2 separate regions of the Sus scrofa genome follow, and region 1 is linked to region 2. A link is a contact called in public Hi-C data. All regions are on one chromosome and are shown on one strand. The core of a region is the stretch at or near the end of the contact, and the rest is flanking DNA. Distances in the headings are between cores, read along the strand shown. Region 1 holds the start of PSMF1 (proteasome inhibitor subunit 1). Region 2 holds the start of FKBP1A (FK506 binding protein 1A).

Region 1 (5,821 bases), core at 1,224-3,723, 250 kb after region 2:
CAAAGGGCAGAGAGAAGCAATTACACTTCATGCTCCAGTGTGCCCTACAAACGCCACCTTCCCGCCACCACCTGCCCCCCGGCCCCTCAGAGGACATAAACAGATGGACAATACCTTCCAAACCCTCATCCCCACTCTCCCTGGCCACCCCTAAGATGCCTGGAGCTGTAGGCATCTTAGGGGTAACTATCTTTTTATTGGTCAGCATGAACTCAACATGTGGCACCAAGAAGAGAGTGGAATTAGATGGATCTCTGGGATTCAGTTAAGGATCCTTTATTCACTTTGTTAGACCAGTATTAAAGTGAAATTGTGTACTTTCTGAAAACTTAGGAGCCTGGAGTGTATGGCAAGGGAATGATGCCAGTTAGGACAGGGCAATGATCTACAGGAACTGATGTCCCTAAGCTGTCCAAGTGACTGAGAGAGAACTGCTGACAGGATTTGGGAGGGGACGAGTGGTGTGAGCAGTGCTGATACATGTCTGTGTAATGGGGAGAAGGGAGTCCCTGTAACAAGTTCCTGCTCCTGGGGGGAGAGTAAACAGAGTGAGGTACATGAGAAGGGACAGCGAGCAGGGCAGACCTGTCCGATCTGAGGGGTTGGGGGGGGGGATGCTGAGAGCCGATAGGGAAGCCCCAAGGGCAGAGGCAAGTCTTACCCTCCTCTCAGTCCCACTGTCCCCGGAACCATCCTACACACCAGCTATCTAGGAGAACACCCCAGAAAAGGTGATATGAAATGCCTGGGGCAAGTGAAAGGGCTGTTAAAGACTGGAAAGCTGGAATGGAGCCAAGTGGGGAGACTATGCACTGAAAGGGGAAATTTGACTGTTTAGTGTGGGCCGCCTCTACCTGGTCCCAAATTGTGAAATGTTGAAAGGCAAGGCAAGTGAGACAAAGTGCAGGGCGATCAGAAAAGCCAAGTCTGGGGGAGGGGGGGAGCCAGAGATCCATGACAATACTTGTGTTTCTTATTCCTGTTGATCAGGGTGTGATGGTCTTGGTCAACAGTTCTAAGGGAAAAGGAATGGACAGTGAGGATGGGGTACAGAACCTGGATGTATAAACTGTGTTTGACGAGGGATCCCTAAAGCTCTGTATCAGAAGAAGAAAAACTAAGTCTCTGGATGTATGCGTGAGAAACTAAAAAGGATTAGGGAGCTTGAGAACTAAAGCAGTTAGAAATGAAAGTAAGATTAAGATCTCACTGTGAGATGGAAGGAGTGAAGCACCCTGCTCCCCAGAGCTGGTCTAGGTTCTGACAGTGAAAAGGCAGTGGTGGCTTGGCTGAGTGTGTGTACGGGAGGCTATTTTCTCAGATGGAGCGAAGGGACAGTAAGGGCTTCCCGCCCAGTTCTCAGAGGAAGTGTACAAGGATGTGGAGGGGGAGAGTCAGAGGGAAGGGGCAGGGGCAGATGGGAGAATGCTACAGCAAAGAATTAGTGAGGCTGCCTGGGCCCAGCAGTCCTAGGGCTCTGTGGGGATGACAACAAGGCCCCCAGCAGGAAGAGGCAGAACCTGAGGACAAGAGAACAGGAGGGGCTGGTCCTGTAGGACATCTTTGGGGATGCAAACCTACAGGCCCTCACACACAGGGTGCACCTCTGCATGTGTGTGGCAGGCTGTTCTTGCCCCAAAGCCTGAGCTAAAGATGACAACCAGAGAGTGGGCTGCACTGGGCCCTTCAGGAAAGGGAGAGGGTGTCTGAGCTCTCAGGGCCCTTGACTGGAGCTGAATGGGTCCAAGCTCACCCCTATACCCCTGCATGGATCCAGATACCTGCTGGGCGCTAAGTACAGTAGGAGGATAGTGCTGACAACAGCCCCACCCACCCAGCTGTATGGGAAGAAGCTTCGCGGAGTTCAGATAGGTGAAGAGGGCTCAGGGGGGCTGCACACCTGCCTCGGTGCCAGATCCACACAATCCCGGCCTGGGAGACTGCCGGGCTGTACGGGAGCGAGACTCTGTCCTTGGCTTTTCAAATCATGTTGTGCCAGCTGGGCTGGGACAGTTCAGCTAGCACCTCCCTGACCTGCAGGCCATAGGGAGCAATGGTGTCATAAGCCTCAGTGCCTGGACTTGGGGAGGAGGGAAGGCCAGGCACTAAGGACCAAGCCGACGGTCCTCTGGGTTCAGGCAGGAGACACCTTACCCCCTCCACCCTGGCCCTGGGCTGGCTCGGTTGGCGTACCTGGTCGCCGGCGCCCAAGCCGTAGTAGCCGTGCGTAACCACCTCCCAGTGTAGGAAGCAGACGAGGGCGTCCTGCGCGCAGGTGATGGTCGGCGCCGCAGACGCGAACAGGACCTCCAAGCCCGCCATGCGCGCCCCCGGCCTCTGCAGGCAGAATAAGGAAGGGAGAGAGTGCGGTGAGCCGGCTCGGCCCTCAGAGTACCGAGAACACCGCTTCGCCGATCCGCTGGTCTGAGTCACGTCCCTAACCTGCGCGGCCAAAATGGAGACGCCCCAGTGCTGGGGGCGTGGCCGCCGGAAGTGCCTGCCGGGGCCGGCGGTGCTGCGAGAGTGAGCCCGACTGGAAGCAAGAGCGCGACTCTCAAATGTTCCGCCAGGCAGCGGGCGGGCGAGGCGGATATCCTGGGGGTGAGGTCCTTCAAAGACGAAATCTTCAACTGGCCGTAGTTGGCGGAGCCACTACACGCAGGCTGTGGCGTCCTTGAGGAGGGGCTACTTTGTTCAGAGCCACAGACTTCTCATCTGCAGAATGAGGTGGGTTTATGCTGGTGGCGGAAGAGATTATGAAATAGGCCTAAAATATACTGATAATAATCGTTAGCACTTATGCAGTGCTTGTTCCGGACCACGTAATTCTAAATACTTGTATTCATTTATTTAAAACTCACAATCCAACCCCATAAAGTTTTTGTTAACTCCATTTTACAGATGGGTAAACAGGAACAAAGGGGTAAATTTGACCAAGATGAGTGAGTGGCAGAGGTGATACTGCAATCTAGTCTAGCTCCTTGGATAACATTGATTAAATGTTTATTGCTGCTAGATCCTGTGTCAAAACCTCTATATCGGGAGTTCCCGTCGTGGCGCAGTGGTTAACGAATCTGACTAGGAACCATGAGGTTCGGGTTTGATCCCTGGTCTTGCTCAGTGGGTTAAGGATCCGGCGTTGCCGTGAGCTGTGGTGTAGGTTGCAGACGCGGCTCGGATCCCGCGTTGCTGTGGCTGTGGCGTAGGCCAGTGGCTACAGCTCCGATTAGACCCCTAGCCTGGGGACCTCCATATGCCGCAGGAGCAGCCCTAGAAAAGGCAAAAAGACAAAACAAACAAACAAACAAAACAAAACCCAACCAACCAAAAACAACAAAAAACAAAAAAAACAAAAAAACAAACACCTTTATATCACCTTATCAAAAACTCTATGTGTTAAGTTTCATTATTATTCCCACTTTTCATATTTATCACCAGTTCAAAGAATGGAAGCCACTTCCCCCCAAAAACACAGCTGCTAACTCCAGAGCTGGTGCTCCTGATCTACTACCAAATTTCAGTCATTCATTTTCCTGTCTCCTTCATAATTTTTTTTTTTTCTGCCACAGCTCACAGCAATGTGGGATCCTTAACCCACTGATGGAGGCCAGGGGTGGAACCTGCATCCTCTTGGATAGTAGTTGGGTTCATTTCTTCTGAGCCACAACGGGAATTCCCTCCTTCGTAATTTTTATTATGTATTAGTTCTTCAACAAGTTTCTTGAAATCCTCTTATTGCTTTTACTCAAACAAATTTTGTTTTCCCATCTCAGTCAGCTCCCTGCTGCAAACCACCATCATCTCTCACTGGGATGTTGACACCAGCCTCTCAACTGCCCTACTCTATCTCTGTCTCCCTAAAGTCTATTCTACACTCTGCAACAAGAGATTCTGTTAGAACGTATGCCAGCTCACATCCCTCCTCTGCTCAAAACCCTCCCAGAGCTCCCATCACACTGCAGAGAAAAGTAAGTCCTTCCCATGGTCTGTAGGAACCATCTTATGGTCTGTGCTCCCCACCCCTGCCTCTCTCTAACATTATCTCCTCCAACTCTCCTCCCATCCCCTGCACTCGTCTGCAGTGATCTTGACTCCCCTCTTCTTTTATACCCACATCGGATCGAACAGCAAAGCTCGTCCACTTTACCCTCAAAGTATACTCTGAATCCGACCACTTCTTCCTACCCGCACTGGTTGGAGCCTCTGGCATTTCATACTTGGACTATAGCAGTAGCTTCCTAACCAGTCTCCCTTTTCCGCGTGTTCTGTTCTCCAGGCCTTTGCATGTATTCTTTCTGCCCGAACTGCACTTTCTCATATATCCACATGCTCTTTCATTTTAACTGACTCCTTTCCTCACATCATGTCAGCCTCAGCAGAGGGCTTCCTGACACCCCATGGAAAAGAACCTCCTATCTTTAACCTTTTATCCCGCTTTCTTACCTGCAAAGCATTTATCATAAGCTGACACTATATTACATATGTATTTGCTTAAGTATTTGACATTAATTTTGACCAAGGAGAAGGGACCATGTCCGTCTTGTGTATAGGTATACCTGAATGCCTTCCTGTCTCAGTAAATACTTACTGAATGAATGAATGAGTGAATGCAGAATGAATGAATTCTTGGCCTGAGCTCAGCCCAACTGGGCCACTCTCCCCCATTTGCTTTCCACCACTCACTTTGTTAGCTGGCCCTATACCTCTCCAATTTTTTGTTTTCGGGGTTCCCCTGGGATGCCGAGATTCTTGAATCCCATCTGCAGAGATTCTGGCTGAGCATGTCTGAGGTGGAGTGTAGGTTTATTGACTACACTCTGGGTGATGCTAAAGCCGGTGGCATGGAACTCCTGAGATGTATTGCCTGTGACATGAAGCTGTTTGCCCTTTCCACTGGGAAGCTCTTCGCTTTCAAAGCTTGAAGTGTCCTTCCCCAGTTATTGAAAATTCTCACCTATTCATTATTCACTCATTCACTAAATGTCCGTAGGATAGGTTGCCATGATAGTGATACAGGCTGTGCACTGCACAGAGGTGCCCACCCAGTAGCAGCCCCATTCCTAAGTGTCTACTATGAACACAGCCCAGATAACCAAACTGTAGTTCCTATCTCTACAGAGCTGTCTAGCGGGGGAAAAAAAAAACTGGTAACCCAGTATGAAACCTGTCATGGCAGAGGGGCATTTGGAGGACTATACAAGCCTAGAGGAGACATCTAATTCAGGCTGGGTGTCAGGGAGGTTTTCTTGGAGGAAGAGCCTCCCAGCTGCAGTAACTCTTATTTGGAGAATTGGCAGTGAATTGAGGAACAAAAGGTATTCCAGTAAAGGAGAATGGCACATGCAAAGTCATGAAGGTGGGAAAGGCAGCTGGTACTGTGTGATTAGAGGGTCAGTGTGGCATCCTGAGTGAGGCCTTCTCCCATCTCCTCAACCCACAATCAATTGCTCTCTCCTCTGTGCCGCTGGCCTCAGTGGCATGCGAAGGGGTGGGCATGGGACAGTGAGCTCTGTCAACTTTCGTGGGGAGGAAAATTTTATCGCTGAAGTTGGTTAGAAAGACTGGTTCATGGTGATAATAGAAAGTAGACTGGCTGTTGATCCATTTTATTACTGCTTTTAAGTTTGTTTGTTTTGGCTGTGGCTGCAGCATGCAGAAATTCTAGGACTAGGGATCAAACTCACATCAAAAGCAACAGCAGTGGCAACACCAGATCCTTGATTCACAGAAGCGCCAGGGAACTCCAACTGCTTTTACTTTTTTTTTTTTTTTTTGTCGTTTTAGGGCTGCACCCACACCATATGGAGGTTCCCAGGCTAGG
Region 2 (6,493 bases), core at 2,753-5,252:
CAGGAAAAGGTCTCCTAATGCTCCTAATTAGGGGCAATCTCCCAGCTTTTCCTTTCTTTTTTTCTGTTCATTTGCACCTCCAAGAAATGCTAGGATTTCTTGGTAGCAAAAGCCTGTACCTGCAGGAGCCCCAAACTCTGAAAGATGGGCACCTTCTCCAGTCAGAGGAGCGATGAGGGTAGGGCAAACTCCCATTGCCTTTTCTTTCTCTCTGTTTATTCACTGCTTGGTCCAGAATACAGGTGCTGTCATGGGAAATGATTGCCAGAACAGGGTAAGCAAGGTCCCAGATTTCTGGTTAGAGGACCAAAAAGGGAAGCCCCAGTGAACCAAACATTTATTGAGGCAATTACCGAGAGGGAAGAGCTCAGGAAGCAACCTAATAGAGTTGTTACGAACTTCTGGGCTCCTCCCGCTGGATGCATGAGTGAGTTAAGCACTAAACAGTTCACACAGACTTCGAGAATTTATTACAGGATAGACCACTGCCCAGGTTCCAGACAGACCACTGACTGGTGCACCACCCAGGACAGATCCAAAGGACATGGGAAAGTCTTTGAAAATAGACATAACATTAAAGCCACAGAAGGTTCATTGAAACTCACAGCCTAAGCCCAATCTGGTCAGCTGTCTGCTAAAACAAAAGTGTCAACATTCTTCGTAGGATCTTAAAAAGACTCTTCAGTATTATAACATGGTATTCAAAATGTCCAGGATCTATTCCAAATTACTTGACATATGAAGAAACATGGAATTCTCAGCTCATATGGAAAAAGACAATCAACAGATGCCAATGCTGAGACAACACAGCTGTTGGAATTATCTGACAAATCTTTAAAGCGGCTACTCTAAAAATGCTCCAGCAAGTACAGGCAAACAATCTAGAAACAAGTGGAAAGATAGAAAGTTTAAACAAATAAATAGAACCTACAAAGAACACAGTGGAAATCTTAGAACCGACGAGTAAAAATAACTGAAGATTATTACCATTCAGGGTGGTATGGCCGTAGACAAAATAACCAAAGATTTTAAAACTCCTTGCATGGACACGTAGCAGAATGGAGATGGCAGATAAACAAGTCAGTGATCTTGAAGATAGAAAAATAAAAATTATCCAAGCTGTACATCAGAGAGAAAAAAGACTGGTAACGGGAACAGAGTTTTAGGGCCCTGAGGGGACAAGTCCAAAAGAGCTAATGATTGTGTCATTAGAATCTGAGAGGAAGGAGTTCCTGAAGTGGCGCAATGAGATTCGTGGTGTCTCTGCAGTGCCAAGTCACAGGTTCGATCTCTGGCCCAGCACAGTGAGTTAAAGGATCCAGCGTTGTTCCAGCTGTGGTGTACGTGGCCAGGGATCTGATCCCTGGCTGGGGAACTCCATATGCCATGCGGTGGCCAAAAAAAAGAAAAAAAAAATCTGAGAAGAACAGAAGAAATAGAGTGATACAGAAAAAAATATTTAAAGAAATAAAACACAAACAGGATAAACCCAAAGAAATCTAAGCCCTATTTTTTCAGAGTTTGGAGCTACAAGGAAGGAATCACTTCCCCTGCCATCAGGGATGCTTACACCCTGAGACTCAAATTACTCCCTGTCTCCTTTATAAACTGTAAAAAATAATAAACACACAGAGTAGAAACAAAGTCAATCTGTTCAGAATGATATTAAATGAAAAGCGACATTTGGAGTGGATAAGCAATGAGATGCTGCCATATAGCACAGGGAACTATATCTAGTCACTTGTGATGGAACATGATGGAAGATAATGGGAGAAAAAGAATGCATATGGGTGTGTGTGTGTGTATGACTGGGTCACTTTGCTGTACAGCAGAAATTGACAGAACATTGTAAATCAACTATAATAGAAAAAATAAATCTTTTTAAAAGTCCTGTGAAAATTCATAATGGAAAAAGTATGAAAAAGAATAAATATATATGTATAACTACATCACTTTGCTGTACAGCAGAAATTAACACAACATTGTAAATCAGCTACACTTCAATAAAATAAATTTTTAAAAAAGTGAAATCTCCTGCCCTTTCTCCCAGTCCCACGTCTTAGGATCACTCACTATTTCTCTTTTGAGTTCTTCTGGTTGCTAAAGGGTGATTTTAAAAGATTTGAACACTGAGCATTTTTATTAATTAATAACTAGGCTTAAAAGGAGTTAATTCTCATGAGAAAATAAATCATATTTTGTGGAAAAATTAATAACTATGCTATATATGAACATAGAATCAAAATCAACTTGGAAAGGAACTCTCCCAGCTGTTTAAAAAAATCTTAGAAATGTTTAGAGTTCTCTTGTGGCGCAGTGGGTTAAAAATTTGGCGTTGTTGGAATTCCCGTCCTGGCTCAGTGGTAAAGAACCCAACTAGCATCCATGAAGACTCGGGTTCGATCCTTGGTCTTGCTCAGTGGGTTAAGGATCCGGTGTTGCCGTGAGCTGTGGTGTAGGTCACAGATGTGGCTTGGATCTGGCATTGCTGTGGCTCTGGAGTAGGCCGGCAGCTGTAGCTCCAATTAGACCCCTAGCCTGGGAACCTCCATATGCTGAAGGTCAGCCCTAAAAAAGACAAAAGACAAAAAAAAAAAAAATTCTTCTCTTCTTCTATGGGCACAGAATGCCTGATTTTCAGTTGGGCACATGGCCACCCAGAATTAAGACTGTATTCCCAGCTTGCCATGCAGCTAAATATCGCCATGCAATAGGTTGCAGCCAATGCAGTGTAAGGGGAAGATATACATGCAACTTCTAGGTCATTCATTTAAAGAGAGGGGGATGTGCCTTCACGGTCCACCTTCCTCCCTTTCCCCTGGTTGGAATGCAAATATGTTGGACAACAGTCTTGGACCATGCATAGGAGAGGAGGATCCTAAAGATGGAGCACAAGTAGCAAGAGCTTGGGTCTCTGGACCAGACAGCCTGTGAAACTAAGCTGTCCTACCTGCCTCGAGACTGTTACAAGAGAGAGACACACCAACTTCTGTCTCAATTCAGCCACGGTTAATTTGGTTTCTGTTACAGCCCCTATCCTGAATAACATGAAAAATGCCAAATCAGTCACAAGCTCCCTGAGATTCTAGGGAAAAGGGACTAGATGATGGGCAGAGTGTTGAAGAATGTTGGGGTCATAGCAACACCTCAGGAGCACACGAAAGGAGATCCAGAGGATGAGTCCATATCTGCCTCCCTCAGGTCCTGGACTGTAGCACAATGCTCCCTCTGGCCGAAATGCCTCTGCATGTTCCTTCTGCTTCACCTACCCCAACACACATATAGCTGGCTAAACCTGGCTACTTCAAGGAAGCACGTCACCACAGTCCAGGTTCAGTTCGGCATCTCTATTGTATGCCCCACACAGCATAATGCCACGTACTGCTCTCACAGTACCTACAGCTTTGAAAATTTACATTTATCTGTGTGGCTATGATTGTCTCTCCCTCATAAGAGTGTAAGTTCTGCGAGATCAGGAACAGAGGCTATCTCCTTTACTATGTTTCCCCAGCACCCAACACAACGCACAGCACAGAGTAGGTGCTCAATAAGAATATATGTGTGAAAGCGATGAATGAATGAATGAATGAATCCGGACAAGAGAGAACAGGCTTCCCGAGGGGCAGTATAAATGCTGATGTTTCCTCCAAAGCAGAAAACCCACTGATCTGGACCCCACTGATCGAATGCTAACATGAACGAACATCTCGCTGACCTCTCACAACCATCCTTTTCACAAATGAGTAAGTGTGGACTTAGAAGTGTGAACTTGCGCAGTTCCCGGTCAGTAACTGGAGGATCCTCAATTCTTACTCCCATTTCTCAGATGCGGAAACTGGGTTAGAGACGCCGGCCCAGCTCGGGGCACAGAGAAAGGAAGGGTGGGGAAAGTCGCCGGGCCCCTCCACCCGGCCGCATCCGGAGGCCTCGGGGCTTCCGGGCTTCCGGTCCCCTTGCCCGGCGGCCTGGGCTCCGGGGACGTGCGCGCCGTGTGGGGCGCGCACGCAGGGCGGGGCGTGCGGGGGCGCGCGCGTGCGCAGGCGTCGCGCGGAGGGACTAGGCAGAGCCGCGGAATCGCCGCCAGGTCGGTTTTCTCTCCACGCTGCCCGTCGCGCCGCCAGCCCGCCCGCCGCCGCCGCCGCCGCCGCAGCAGCCATGGGAGTGCAGGTGGAGACCATCTCCCCCGGAGACGGTGAGTAGGCACGCCCAGCGGCCCTGGGGTGCCCTCGCCGCCGCGCGCATCCGCTCACCGCGCCCGTCTGTCTGTCTCCTTAGGGCGCACCTTCCCGAAGCGCGGCCAGACCTGCGTGGTGCACTACACGGGTGAGTCCACGGGCCCGCGGGGCGGGATGGGGGGCGGCCCGTGGGCGGCCGGCGCGGCCTTGGGGCAAAGGCCCGGGGCGTGGCGGCGGCGGGCCCGCGTGGCCAGAGGCTGAGGCCTGGGCGGCGGCATCGCCCCCGAGGGGGCAGCCTTGGGCCTGCGGAACCCTGGACGGTCTCAGCCGGCGCGTGCGAACGCTGACCGCGAGCCGGACGTGATCCTGCCTTTGGAAAGCAGTTCTGTGCCTCAGGTGCTGCGGTTCTGCCCACAGTACAGATGGGGAAATTGAGGTTTGGGGAGTCGAAGTCGCCTGTCCAAGGTCACACGCTTGGGACTGGACAGAGCTCTGGCCAAGGACCATCAGAGAGGATTTATATCATTTCTGTGTCCCAGTTGACACCCTATTCCCGCTTCCGCCCCACCCTTCGCTGGAGATAAGAAGGGCGAGGTAATTCCCGGTCCGTGGGAATTCAGCCTCTTAGCCGGGGAACTCGCGCTGCGCTGCGGGTAGGGAAACGTCCACTTTCTAAGTCTTTGCTCTGGCGCATCCTGGCCTTGGGGTATCTGGATCTGCCCGGTCTTTTTCCTCCTCTTACTTTTGAGTCACTTAACAAATCCAAGCCTCAGTGGCAGTGATGGCCTAGGCTGACAGAACATGTAATTTAGCCCCCGCAGCCCTTCCAAGAGTAGGGGCTTATCCCTACACTAAAGATAAGGCAACCGGGGCCCAGTTAGGGTAACTAACAGTACTGTAAGCCAAAAGAAATATTAGACCCTCAGCCAGAATTCTAACATGATGGTCATATGCCTTGAGACCGTCTTTTACTCCATGCCCTTACAAGGTCCTCCCTGCGTTGTGTTGGTGGGGGCGGGGGTGGGGGGAGGCTGAGCAGGCGCAGACTTCTCGGCTAAGGGGGGGTGGTGCTGGTGATTGGTGTAGCCATAGTGTTAATATGAACAACTTTCCCTCCCCTTCCTCTCCCTTCCCACCCTTTCCTCTCTTCCTCCTCCTCCTTCCTCCGTTTCTTCTTCTTCCCTCCCTTTTCCTCCTCCTCCTGGGTAGTAGGCAGTTCTGATCCTGCTGCTTAGGGATAAGCTGTGCCCTTCTCTCCCAGATCAGGAGGGGAGCCCCCTGCCGACTTTCTTTTGGAAGGAGAAAAAAAAAAAAAAGGCAGCTAACCTTCCCCCCTCTGATACCCTTTAGTCTCTGGCTTTTTATTCCACTGGCCCTTCTCCCTAGGTAGAAAAAGGGGCAGGGGGTGGAGGGAGTTAGGGACTGGAACTTTTCAAAAGGGTACCAAAGGGGGACGTATTGAAACCTGTCTTTGTAGGGAAGTGTCTCATGCCTGCAAAGGAAACTGGGAAAAGTGGGTTTGATGTTTTAAACAGCTGTCTTTGTAGACCACGGTCAGCACCTGAGCCTAGGAGGGCTCGTGGAGGAAAACTTGTCAGTGTGGTTGTTTTTGATCTGTGAGATGAGAAGAGTAACCATGGCCTTTTACAGTGCTGGGTGAGTGGGCAGTTCTTTCAGCTCCCACGGCCAACTGGGGCAGAGACTGGGACTCGGAGAGGTGGCTTCTGTCCCTTTCTCTCCTCAGTGGGTGAGTCGCCGCATCAGGATAAGTGGCTACACCTGTCCCACTCCCAAGCCCATGCCCCTTGTCCGTGGCTCACTCATCTTTGGTGCTGATGGCAGGACTGGGCACCAGCATGTAGGTAGCACCACATTTCACCGTGCCTCTTGGTGAGATGTCCCCACACAGCATGCCTGGAGCCTTTCCCTAAGAAAACAGATGGTCGTGGGACCCAGAACACCATCAGGGCTCCCAGTGCCTCTGCTCCAAGTCTGTGTTTTCCTCGAGGGTGGCACCCACCCACGCGTTCCCAGAACAGCAGCAGGACCCTGGCATGCATTAGGACAAAAGCGTTCTTTTTTATTTCATTTTCGATAAGCGCTACAAAGAGGCCCTGGTGAGAAGCCAGCTCTGCCTCATGCTCACAGAATAGGCTGTTCTGGGGCAGGCGGCTTTGTTTCTGCGGGTCTTTGCCACCATCCTCCCAGGAAGAACCTGTTTGAGACCTGTGGGGGCGTGAGAAGAATGGGAAGGCGCTTTGAGATTTCATCTGTAGCAGTAAAGGCTTTTAAGGCACTGGGAACAGAATCCATCTCGA

What was found. A called contact is a pair of places that touch in the nucleus more often than the background predicts.
Region 1: a contact with region 2 is called in a Hi-C map of embryonic fibroblasts, with 1.7 times the contacts expected there. The contact joins the promoter of PSMF1 here to the promoter of FKBP1A in region 2. A contact is called at or near these places in 1 of 5 promoter capture datasets (liver), 2 of 47 Hi-C or Micro-C datasets (embryonic fibroblasts and heart right ventricle) and 1 of 2 datasets of contacts at active chromatin or transcription factors (alveolar macrophages).

Annotation. Positions count from the first base shown.
Region 1 is chr17:34,162,250-34,168,070 of Sscrofa11.1, forward strand. It overlaps PSMF1 (proteasome inhibitor subunit 1), which reads right to left and starts at 2,474. Exons shown (of 7, transcript NM_001243340.1): 1 at 2,194-2,474. The coding sequence starts at 2,322. LOC102164496 (a long non-coding RNA gene) reads left to right here and starts at 2,552. Exons shown (of 3, transcript XR_001302079.2): 1 at 2,552-2,727.
Region 2 is chr17:33,906,045-33,912,537 of Sscrofa11.1, forward strand. It overlaps FKBP1A (FK506 binding protein 1A), which reads left to right and starts at 4,003. Exons shown (of 5, transcript NM_001038000.2): 1 at 4,003-4,192; 2 at 4,276-4,323. The coding sequence starts at 4,156. LOC102164024 (a long non-coding RNA gene) reads right to left here and starts at 1,281. Exons shown (of 3, transcript XR_001302075.2): 1 at 988-1,281.